Linked DNA regions of Rattus norvegicus: region 2 is linked to region 1. Evidence: chromatin contacts called from public HiChIP or PLAC-seq data. All regions are on one chromosome and are shown on one strand. The core of a region is the stretch at or near the end of the contact, and the rest is flanking DNA. Distances in the headings are between cores, read along the strand shown.

Region 1 (5,420 bases), core at 1,061-3,560:
TTTTTTCCAACCTTTTCTCTGTGTGTCTGGTGTCTGTCTCTGTGTCTGTCTTCTCTCTTTGTCCTCCCTGCCCCTCAGTCTACTGAGGCTAACTAGTGCTGCCCAGTGGAGTGTCCACTGATCATCTTGGCTTGCTGTTGGTCGATAGCCACAGCTGTAGTGTGCTCATGGGTGCAGTGTCAAGTCCAGAGGACCCTCCTCTTAGTCCTCTTCCTCCTGGCCCTCCTCCCAGCCCTCTCCCGGCCCTCCTCTCCATCGTGCAGCCTTTACATTCCTTTTTATTTTATCTTATTCAATTTTATTTTATTTTGAGGCAGACTATCACCATGTAGTCTGGCTGGCCAAGAACTTGCTGGATAGAAGAGTGGCCTGAAACAGATTTGCCTCTGCCTCCCCAGGGCTGGGCAGTACACCACCACACCAGGCAGCTCCTGCACTCTTTGTGCCTCCTCCTCCAGGGGTTGATGGAGAGTCCCATTTAGGGCTAGCCCACAGCATTATCAGCTCTGAGTCTTTGTATTAAGTGCTAAGCACAGCACAGAGAAGCTTCTGGCCAAGGCTGAGGCAGGTCCCTCCGTTTAGAGTATAAAACAAACATTTAGAAGGCCATGCAGTTTAGTAAAACAATAGTGGGCGGTTCCCCTCCAAGGCTTGTGAGGCTGTGGAATCCCTGGCTGTAGACTAGGCCACCACACCAGGCCAGGACTCCCTCCTATTGAGCGGCCTCAGATCCAACCAGAGAGCAGCTCCGTTGTTCCCAGTCCTTTTGACTTTTTCTGATTGCTGGAACTGTATCTCAACCCTGGTTTTTAATTTGCATTCACTTGATGACTAATGAGGGATAAACCTGTTTGAACCAGTTGTACAACCTGTTCAGAGTTTTGTTTTGCTTCCAAGAGAATTACGTCTTGTTTGTTGGTTTAATTGTGTGTCCTTGTTACCCTTGTAATTCGAGAAATATAGATGAAAAGGCAGGATTCTTGTCTTGAGGGAAATTCACGGAATGATCAACATGTCAACATAGTATTATATGTGAGATACAAAAGAGGGGTAGAGGACAGGGCGGATGTGCGCTGCCCGCAGGGGAGTCATTCATTATTTTCGCTGACTCACGCAGTCGGCTGCGCTTGCTACAGGGAAATAAAACAGGAGTGCACAGGTTTCATTCTCCTAAGATTCCTTTATTAAGTCATGTATGCACACACATGTGCATGCCCGCTAGTCATGTGTGTGCAGGTGCCTAAGGAGGCCAGAATGGGGTGTCAGATCTCATTCTAGAGAGAGCCGGAGTCACAGTAGGTGTGAGCTGCCACTGATGGGTTCTGGGGCCTGAACTCAGGATCAAACACTCTGAACGACTGAGCATCTCTCCAACCCTGTGCTGTTCATTCATTTTTGCCCCTTGGTACCCAGATTGATTTGTTTTTCTTTTTTTCTTCACTTTACATCCTGACCGTTCTAAGTGTATATTGGCGCTTACAGACTCAGCAGTGGAGGTGGATTGGGGGATGCTGGACTAACAGTCCACCATATTGTGGTGATTAAAATAACTGGTGTTTATTTCTTACATGTGTGTTTCGATTTGGGCAAAACTTGCTTCCATGAGGGAACTCTGGCCATGGGATACCACCACTTGGAGTGTTACTGGCCACAGTGGGAAGGCAGAGAATGTGTGTACTTGCACCCGCCCTGGAAACTCGACCTTGAGTGGCCTATCCCTCCTTCCCACTCTCACTGGTCAAAGGAATCAATCGCTCCTAGGGGTGAAGCAGCGGCTACCATGAAGGGGTAAAGCAATGTGCAGTGTGTCCAACCCACAGTCCAATGGCTGCACAGAGCCAAGCACAGCTATGGACTCGGCCCAACACAAAACTGTAAGCTTATTTAAAATGGAATTAAAAACAAACAAGCTGGAGTATTCACAGTAGGTTTCTTGAATATAGCGTGAACTTTGTAGATGATAGTGTCATGTGGCAATCCAAAAGGTTGGACATGCCTTCCTGGCATTTAGATTTAAGTCGTACCTTTGTTCAGGGCTCTGATCCCTGGAGCTACAGAGTTACAGACAGTCACTTCTGCTGCTGACTTGAATACCGTAAGGTAGCTGTCCATCGAGCTTTTGGGTGATTTTCCAGGCCCTGCCTTCTATCTCACCAAGGAGGCATGCTTGGCTTACAGATGTACGAAACCACACCTGGCCTAAATTCCTCCTCAAGCCCCACATCCCCACTGAGGCAGTGTTTCTCAGTGTAGCCCTGGCTGTCCTGGAACTCAGTTTATAGACCAGGCTGACCTGGAACTCACAGAGATCCACCTGCCTTTGCTTCCCAAGTGCTAGTATTAAAGGTGTGCATTACCACGCCCGGCTTGGGTTTTTTGTTTGGTTTTGTTTTGTTTTGTTTTGTAGGCCCTAAGGATTGAACTTAGATTCTCACATCGAAGGTTTTAACCTGCTGGCTATCTCTTGGGCCCGCATCTTCTGATTTTAAACTTAATGCTTTCTATACTGACTGCCCCTGGTTATCCCAAACACACCCTTAGCGCCGAGTCTCCGTTACACACGGTCTCTGGGCTTCCTTTCATGTGTGAAACTGAAGGCCCCTTATTCATTTTTATAAGCAGAAGTCCGGCATCTCATCTAAAAAGAATGCATTCATTCCACACGCCTGTTTACTTATACACAGATGTGTATTTTCAATTTCTTCCTTTCCGGTTCAGGAAGCTGCTGGTAATAAATTTTCATTAAAGTGGTACAAGATCCGAAAGCGGAATAAACCAAGCCCGAGCACATTTTCCGAAGTCATCAACAGAATCCCAAATCGAGAGCCAATTATTACCCTCAGGATCCGCCCCAGCTCATTCAAATGCAGTTATCGTAGGGTGGAGCCCAGTGGAGGGCTGCCCACTTCCCCTCAGCCGTTTTCACAGCCTTTCTCCAGCTCCAACATCTGAACAGCCAGTCCTTTGGCCTCCGCAACCAAGACTTGAGAATTTGTGTCTTGTGCTGATTTCGAAGATGCCAGTCAGGGCAAAGTCAGTCACGAATGTGTGATGGAGGCTCAGTGTGCGGCTCACACACTGTTCACGGTTTTTTTTTTTTTTTGTTTGTTTGTTTTTTGTTTTTTGTTTTTTGTTTTTTGTTTTTTGTTTTTTTTGTTTTTTTGGTTCTTTTTTTCGGAGCTGGGGACCGAACCCAGGGCCTTGCGCTTCCTAGGTAAGCGCTCTACCACTGAGCTAAATCCCCAGCCCCCTGTTCACGGTTTTTATTTATCTACTTATGTTTTCAATTAAAGAAAACTTGCGTGCGCGCGCGCGTGTGTGTGTTGCACTTGTAAGAGGCTAGAGGACAATTTTTCGGGAGTTGGTTCTCTCCTTCCACCCTGTGGGTCCCAGGGATTGAACTCACATCATTATGCTTGGGGGCAAGCGCCTCTACCCACTGAGCCATCTTTTCTGCCCTATTCACAGTCGATAATTAAAACCTGACATAGGTGTTTGTATTCGCAGCTTCTCTGCGCGGCTCCGGTCTGGTTTCCAAGCAGCAGAGCTTGGCTGAACTTCAGCAGTAGCTCTGGGAGAGCACCGGTCAGCTCGGTGGATCTACCCGGACAGCTCCCAGTCCGGAGTGGGCGGGGTTCTTGTTGCATCTGGGTTTCCCACGAGGCCCTGAGAAGCAGAGGGGCAGCATCGCCCAGCTCCAGACGCCAGAATCCAGGCTGTGCTCTGCACTCCCAGGCAAGAGGCATCAGCTGCCAGTTCACCTGAGAGCCCGATGCTGTACCTCCAGCGCAGCCTGAAAATGAGCAGTGTCCTGTGTCTACCTCACAGGAGGGCAGCAAAGCCGAGGCAGGCAGGGCTGCGGAGTAAACGGAAGTGCATGTTGCTGACGCTGGAGGGGTCCTTTCCTCAGTTTGTATTTGAAGGAGTCAACATGGAGGGTATACAGGACCCGGTGTAGGACACACAGGTCAAGGACTCACAAGAACAAGGAATCTGGATGGGGGCGGGGGGGGGGTGTCGCTGTTCAGTTCGATGGCAGGCTGAGGAAGGCTTCTGCCCGAGGAGGAGTAATTGAACTCTCTTAGCAAATTCGCCACACCACGATGCAGCATCAAAGACGGAGACTTCTAGTGCCACAGGCAGGGACAGTTGCCATTCTCCTATGGCTTGCCCAAGCCCACCTCATTCTTGGGCGAAGCTAGAGGCATTAGAACTCAGGTCTTTGGACGGCTGTGCACATTTCTTTACACTTTGCCTTTGGCGCGTCGTAGATTCCTTCTGGCTTTAAAGGGGGGAAGCTAGAGAGATACCCCAGATCAGCCTGGTCAGGTAAACCATTTAAACACCAGTTTAAACCATTAACAGTTTAAATCATTTAACAACAGTTAGCAAGGTCGTTGCGATCAGGATATACAGATGCACCTAAGGGAGCAGCTCAGGTAAGGTTCTATAGACCACATTGCAAAGGATCGGGGTAGGGGTGGGGCGCCCACAGATGAACTATGTTCTTCACAAGCGTTCATATTATCCTAAAAGGCTGTGGAAGGGTCTGCACAGGTGACTGCCATGACCAAGACCTGCCACTAGGTGGTGCTCAGATGCCGGCACTGACTGGAAACAGGAGGGTTTTCCCTAGTGACTGAGAAAACCTGTGGAATCGCTCGCCTTGCCTCCTCCCTAGACTGGCCACAGGTCATTATGGCCAACTAACACTGGGCAAAAATAGTCTCTGTCTCTAAGAAAGATGTGGTACTAAAGGAAATGTCACACAGGTGGGGTCTCATGAACAGTCCCAGACCACTGGGAATTATTTGTACATGCCAACTCATTAGCGAAGCAGTGGCCAAATAGTTGCTGACTACTTTCCAGGAGCGCCGAGGACAGGAAGGTGGCCAGCGGTGAAGTGACTAGGCCAGTGGGCTCTGGAGGAATGCAGGGGTGGGGCATAGAGGAAGGGAGGAACGTTGCGTGGAGAAGGACTTGACTGACAGGTCAGATAGCCACAGAGGAAGCACAGATGGTGGGAGAAGCTGGGGCAAAGGGCTTGAAGTGGGAGGGAGCAGGCCGACTCCCAGTTCACTGGACCAGGAGTCATGGTGAGAGATGAGGGGTGGAGATGAGTGGGCACCTTAGGGAGTTCTCAGCAAAGGAAGAAAGACTCAAATCTTAGACCAACGGCATCGAAAGCGTCTCTGGAAGCAGAACCTGAGAGCACAGAGCGGAGGGCCTGGCTGCCCCGGGCCTCACACTAACTTCACAACCTTCACTTCGAAGGGCCTGACTAGGCCCAGCCCTAGAGGTCCCTGGCCCCCAGTGACTGATAGTGACTTGTAGTGCATCCACGAGTCATACTGCTATTGTGTATACAGTCAGTCCTTGGGTGCAGACACGAACAGCGAGGGAGGCGAGTGCGTGAATGC
Region 2 (5,420 bases), core at 1,024-3,523, 140 kb after region 1:
TTGTCTAGGAAAACAAACAAAACAAAAATGCCTGGGTAGTACTTTTGTGGCTTTTTTTTTTTTTTTGGAGCTTTTGTGGCTTTATGTGGTATTTACACACATGCATGCATATCCACAACTGTATGAGTGTACAAAGTTGTCCTGCACAGGCATGTAGACTCAGGAATATTCCATGTATCCAATCCCCAAAGTTGTGACTTGGATGGGGGTGGCAGGGTGGCAGGCCACAGACCCACTACACAGGAGTTTCGATCTGCCCAGGACCGGACCACATAATCTATTCAGAGAGCGACCTTTCTGCTCGTAGCTCCTATCGTTCACCCGGAGCTGTAAAGGTAAGAGGCAGGAAGATTTCTCAAAGTAGGGAGGAGTTTATAGACAGGAGGCTGATAGATAGTGTTAGCCTGTGGGGAGAGCTGGGAATGATTTCAGAGCCATATGACTGTGGAGAGGAAAGGTTTGTTAGGGACAGCCCAGCTAGGTCAGGCTGCAGATGCTGGGGCAGAGTGGAAGATCTGTCACATCCACAGCGTGTAGCTCTTTTCAAGAAAACCAAGTCCCCTCCTGCCCACAACCTCTGCAGGGCTGGAAACAGGTATTTTGTATGAGGTTTTCAAAGACATTGTTAAAAACAGCAGCAACAACACAAAGCCCAACAATATGGTGGACTGATACTTGATGAGCTGTGAGTTTCCAACATTTCTCACATCTACAAAGTATCATTCGGGTGCTGGGATCCCATAATCAGTAGCTGCTACCATGTCCAGGGGAGAAAGAATCTCCGAACTTTAAATATCAGACACCAATAGCTTTAGTGGTTAGCAACCCTGCTCAGCCATGAGAACACATCAGTGGCTAGGAAAGCCAGGAGCGACCACTACACTAAAGGTCATCACCTTTGCGCTCTGCTGGGATGCTATCCCTCTCTGTTCTTTCATTTGTCTCTGGTCAGGGTCTCGTGTATCCCAGGCTGCCCTTGAGCCTACTAGATAGCCAAGGTAAGCCTAGAATTCCGGATCCTTCTGCTGCTACCTCCCACACTCTAGAACCACAGATGTGAGCCACCACACATAGTTTATGCATTGCTGAGGATCAAACTCGGGGTTTCATGCATGCTAGATTACTTTATATTACAGGTGGACTTGTTTGCTGAAAATGCTCGCCCCATATCTTAGAGAGGGACTGCTATTACAGGGTACGGGCTTGTGTGAGGTTGAAGGTGGTTTCAGCGCCAGCCGTTAGTCAGGCATAAGTCTACAGTCCACAGAGCAGAGTCTGAGCCCTTGCTGGAGAAGGGAACTCCTGGGCCTTGGCCTGAGTTCCTACTTTCCTGTTCAGCTCATGGTCCCTCTCCACATCCCGCAGTCACAAGGCCAGGCTTCTAGAAAAGCCCCCCTCCTCCCTATTTTATCTGGCAGAACACTGGGACAATAACTGGACTGGCTTCAACTGACCAGGAAACCAAAGCCCTACAGAAAGACGCCTCACGAGTCCTGCCAAACTTCATGTTCCCTGCCAGTGCTGGGCTGGCTGGACAAACAGCCCTGCCAACGTCTGCATTTGTGAGGAGGCAGATTTGCTGTGTGGAACCACAGAATGGAAGCTATGTACTTTCAGGGAAACAGTACAAGCAAGCTTGGGCTCCGGTTCCATTGTGTGGCTTGTGAAAGGGCTTCTTCCACTCCTGGGTGGAAGGGAGTGGGTTCTGGGGCAACAGAGGCGCTGCCTCTGCGGCTTTTCTAAAGCAGTATGTGTGTGCTTGTCAAAACATACCTTTCCTGAGAACTTTGAAGACAGGCTCTGTCTGCCTGCCAGAAAGGGGAAGAGAGAAAATTCCACTCTGCAGCCCCTTTGGCCTGTGCACAGGGCAGGATCCTCTCTCACAAAGGCATTCCTGCAAAACCAGCTTCCCCAGAGATTTCCCACCACTGCAGTTTGACTGGGTCTGTAGGTGGAGGGCTGGCACCGGAGGGGGGGGGGGAGTGTTTTCTTCATCATGAAACCAAAAGGTAAATGAAACTTTGCTCTGTGAAGGACCAGTGCCCCCAGGGCTCAGGGAACTGTGAAGAAAGTGTCTGTTAAAACCCTTCCTTTCTGCATCTGCAGCCAGCCCCTTCGCCCGAAGCAGACTCTATGGCCCTCTGATAGGAGCAGGGAAACCCTGCATTGGGAGAAACCCTGAGCCTGTACCTCGGGCAGAGCTTTCAAACCCCACATGGGATCGAAGCAGCAGATTGTGTGTCCATATCTCCCTCTCTTAGAACTTTGGTATGGGTTCAGCCTCTCCCTGAAGTCACTAGAGGACTTCCAATCAAAGCAAAGATAGGGTTCCAGTCAGGTGGGACCCTGTCTACAGTAACAGCACAGACATGCCCTCCCACTACCCAGTGGCCCCATATCCTTGCTCGCTCAAGATTTCTCAGCTCATAATTAGGGCTGTGGGTGAGGGAGACATCAGTCAAGTATTTCCTGTGCAAGCCTGAAGGTCTGAGTTCAACCTCCAAAATCCCGGCATAGAGGTGAACATCTGAAATCCCAGTGCTGGAGGTCAGGGGTGGAGATGAACATCTCTAATCCCAGTGCCTGACAGAGGTCAGGCATGGAGGTAAACATCTGTAATCTCAGTGTTGGAGGTGAGGGGCCGACACAGGAGGATTCCAGAACTCTCCTGGCCGGCCAGTCTTGCTGAAACTGGAGAACTTCCAGTTCAAAGAGAGACCTTTCTCAAAAACTAAAGATGGATGTCAGTTGAGAAGGACATCTGAGGTGCTGACTTCTGGCATTCAAGTATACACATGCTTACAGAAATGCAGTTGAGCACACACAGGTACACACAGAGGAAATAGGAAAAAGAAAAAAACAAACTGCTTTGATTCATGTCTAATTCACTGTACAGTCGCGTGGCCTTCATTAAAGGGCTTGAAAAATGACACCCTGAAATAGCTAAACGTGCCCCTTCTTTTTGTCCAATCTGTTTGTTTAGCACATTTCCCCCATGTAACTATCACGAAGGTGAACTACCTCGGCCCCAGCTGCCTCACACAATTTGTGGTGAATTCAAGGGTGGTCTCTATTTTCTGAGGTCAACTTTATTTTTTTCCCAAGTAGAAGTTACGGGCCACCCGGAATCCAACCTTCCAGTCAGACATCAGTTTGACACACTGTGTCTGCCATATACCAGGTGGACCTCAGGAAGTCACAGAAACAATGTAGCAAGGATAAGGGTGAGACCACTTAGGGAAATAGTATCTGTTCAGAAGCCTGGACTGTTTTCTGCTGGCAGAGGCTGGGCAACATGTAAAATCTGGTTTCCTGTTGCACATGCCTTTTAAAGATGGATTCATTTGTGTGTACACCTGCATGAGATTATCATACCATCTGCATGCGGTGTCCTCAGAGTTAATGATGCTGGGGACCAAACCCAAATCCTCTGGAAGAACTAACTGTAGGTACTCTAACCCTGAGCTATCTCTCCTGCCCGCTACATAGAGTTTACTATTATAAAGTTTATTGAACTGTTTTTCTTCTTCCTTCCTTTCCCTTTCTTCCCCTTCTTTCCTTCTTTTCTTCTCTCTCTCTCTCTCTCTCTCTCTCTCTCTCTCTCTCTCTCTCTCTCTCCCCCACCTCTCTCTTGTTGGTGTTTTGCCTGAATGCATATCTGTGTGCAGGACCCGAATCCAGAAGTTACAGAGTTTCAAGCCACCGTGGATGCTGGGAATTGAACCTGGGCCCTCCCCAGCAACCCTCTATTGAACTGATTGTTAGTGCCCTGTTCTCTTGTTATTCTGGAAAGGTGGCTCAGCAGTTAAGAGCACTGGCTGCTCTTGTGGAAGACTTTGGCCTGGTTTCCAGTGCCCCCATGTGACTCATCATCACCTTTAACTCCAGTTCCTGGGGATCCAATGCCATTTTCTGGTGTCCGCAGGGACATGTGTGATGTCTATACTTGTGCAGGCAGGCAAAACACAACAAAAAAATTAAAAAAACAATTCTTTAAAGGAAAGGGCCAGCTCCCGAGTCCTAAGACATCCAGTGCTTAGTTCAGAGTCTGGGACAAGGAAAAGCACCCAAAGTTATAGAACTGGTGAGCAGTAGTCCTGAGACTCAACTCTGACCTAGAATGGTGGTCTGCTTTCTGTTGCTGTGGTCAAACACTCTGATCAAAAGCAACTTGGGAAGAAGAGGGTTTATTTGGATTACACTTCCAGGTCTCAGACCATTGTTGGAGAGAAGTCAGGGCAGGAACTTGAGGCAGAAACCTTGGAGAGATGCTGCTGGTTGGCTCCTTCTGAAGCCCAGGCTTAGCTCACTTTTGCACAGCCCAGGACCACCTGCCCAGTGCGGCCCATGGTGGGCAGAGCCCTCCATTATCAACACTGTCCCTTACATGCCCAGTGGCCAGTCTCATCGGGAAACCCATCAATGGAGATGCCCCTCTCAGGGGATTCAAGGATACGGTCAGTTGACAGTTAAAGCTACCCAGGGCTTGTAAACTTTAGTGTGCCTGTTTATTACCACGACCTCAGTGAAAGGCAGATTCTGACTCAGGGGTGAGGGCCTCCTTCTTAGCAAGGTCTTTCCCAAGGGGACATCAATACTGTCAGTCAAGGCTCACAGTGAAAAGCAGATGTCCTGCTGATACAAAACAAAATGGTTGCAGGTGTCACAGTGGAGAAAGAAGGCTTCCCTCTGACCCCATGGAGGCTCAGGTCCAAACACAACATGGGAAGGACTGTGCAGAGAGGATTCTTTGATTCTGCTGTTTCAGTTCCTTTGTGTGTGTGTGTGTGTGTGTGTGTGTGTGTGTGTGTGTGTGTTTGCCTGGGTGGGTACATGTACATGTACATGTGCATGTGAGTGTGTGCTTGAATGTTGGGTATGGGTGCATGGGCATGTATGTGTGTGTGTCTCTATGGGTGGGTGCATGTGCATGTATGTGTGTGTGTCTCTATGGGTGGGTGCATGTGCATGTATGTGTGTGTGATGTACATGTGTGTGTGTTTTCGTGGGTGGGTGTGGGTGCATGTGTGTATGTATGGGTAAGTGCATGTGCATGTGTGTGTCTGTATGGGTGAGTGTGGATACAAGTGCATATGTGTGTACTTGCTTGGTTGGGTATGGGTGATGTGTATGTGCGTGTGTGCTTGCTTGGGTGTATATAGGTGTATGCACACATATGTGTGTCTGCATAGGTGAGTGTGGGTGATGTAAGTGTGTGTGCTTGCATGGGTGGGTGTGGGTACATGTGCATGTGTGGGTGCTTGCTTGGGTGTGTGTGGGTATATGCACATGTATGTATGTCTGTATAGGTGGGTGTGGGTGATGTGCATGTGTGTGTGTGCTTGCATGTGGAGGCCAAAGGTCAACCTCAAGGTCATTCCTCAGGCACTCTCCACCTAGTGTTTTGGGACAGGGCATCC

Evidence for each region. HiChIP or PLAC-seq counts read pairs in DNA pulled down with a chosen protein or histone mark.
Region 2: an H3K27ac HiChIP or PLAC-seq map of oligodendrocytes shows a contact between it and region 1, with 9 times the contacts expected there. The contact joins two enhancer-like sites. A contact is called at or near these places in 7 of 12 Hi-C or Micro-C datasets (the A7r5 cell line, frontal cortex, kidney and 3 more) and 1 of 1 datasets of contacts at active chromatin or transcription factors (oligodendrocytes).

Annotation. Positions count from the first base shown.
Region 1 is chr8:129,182,506-129,187,925 of GRCr8, forward strand. No RefSeq gene overlaps it. Among named protein-coding and RNA genes, the nearest start is that of Rpl14, 22 kb to the left of the region's middle. Within about 2 kb of position 2,311, at least 6 of the 93 cell types and tissues checked have an H3K27ac peak or open chromatin away from gene starts, as enhancers often do.
Region 2 is chr8:129,325,233-129,330,652 of GRCr8, forward strand. No RefSeq gene overlaps it. Among named protein-coding and RNA genes, the nearest start is that of Rpl14, 160 kb to the left of the region's middle. Within about 2 kb of position 2,274, at least 31 of the 93 cell types and tissues checked have an H3K27ac peak or open chromatin away from gene starts, as enhancers often do.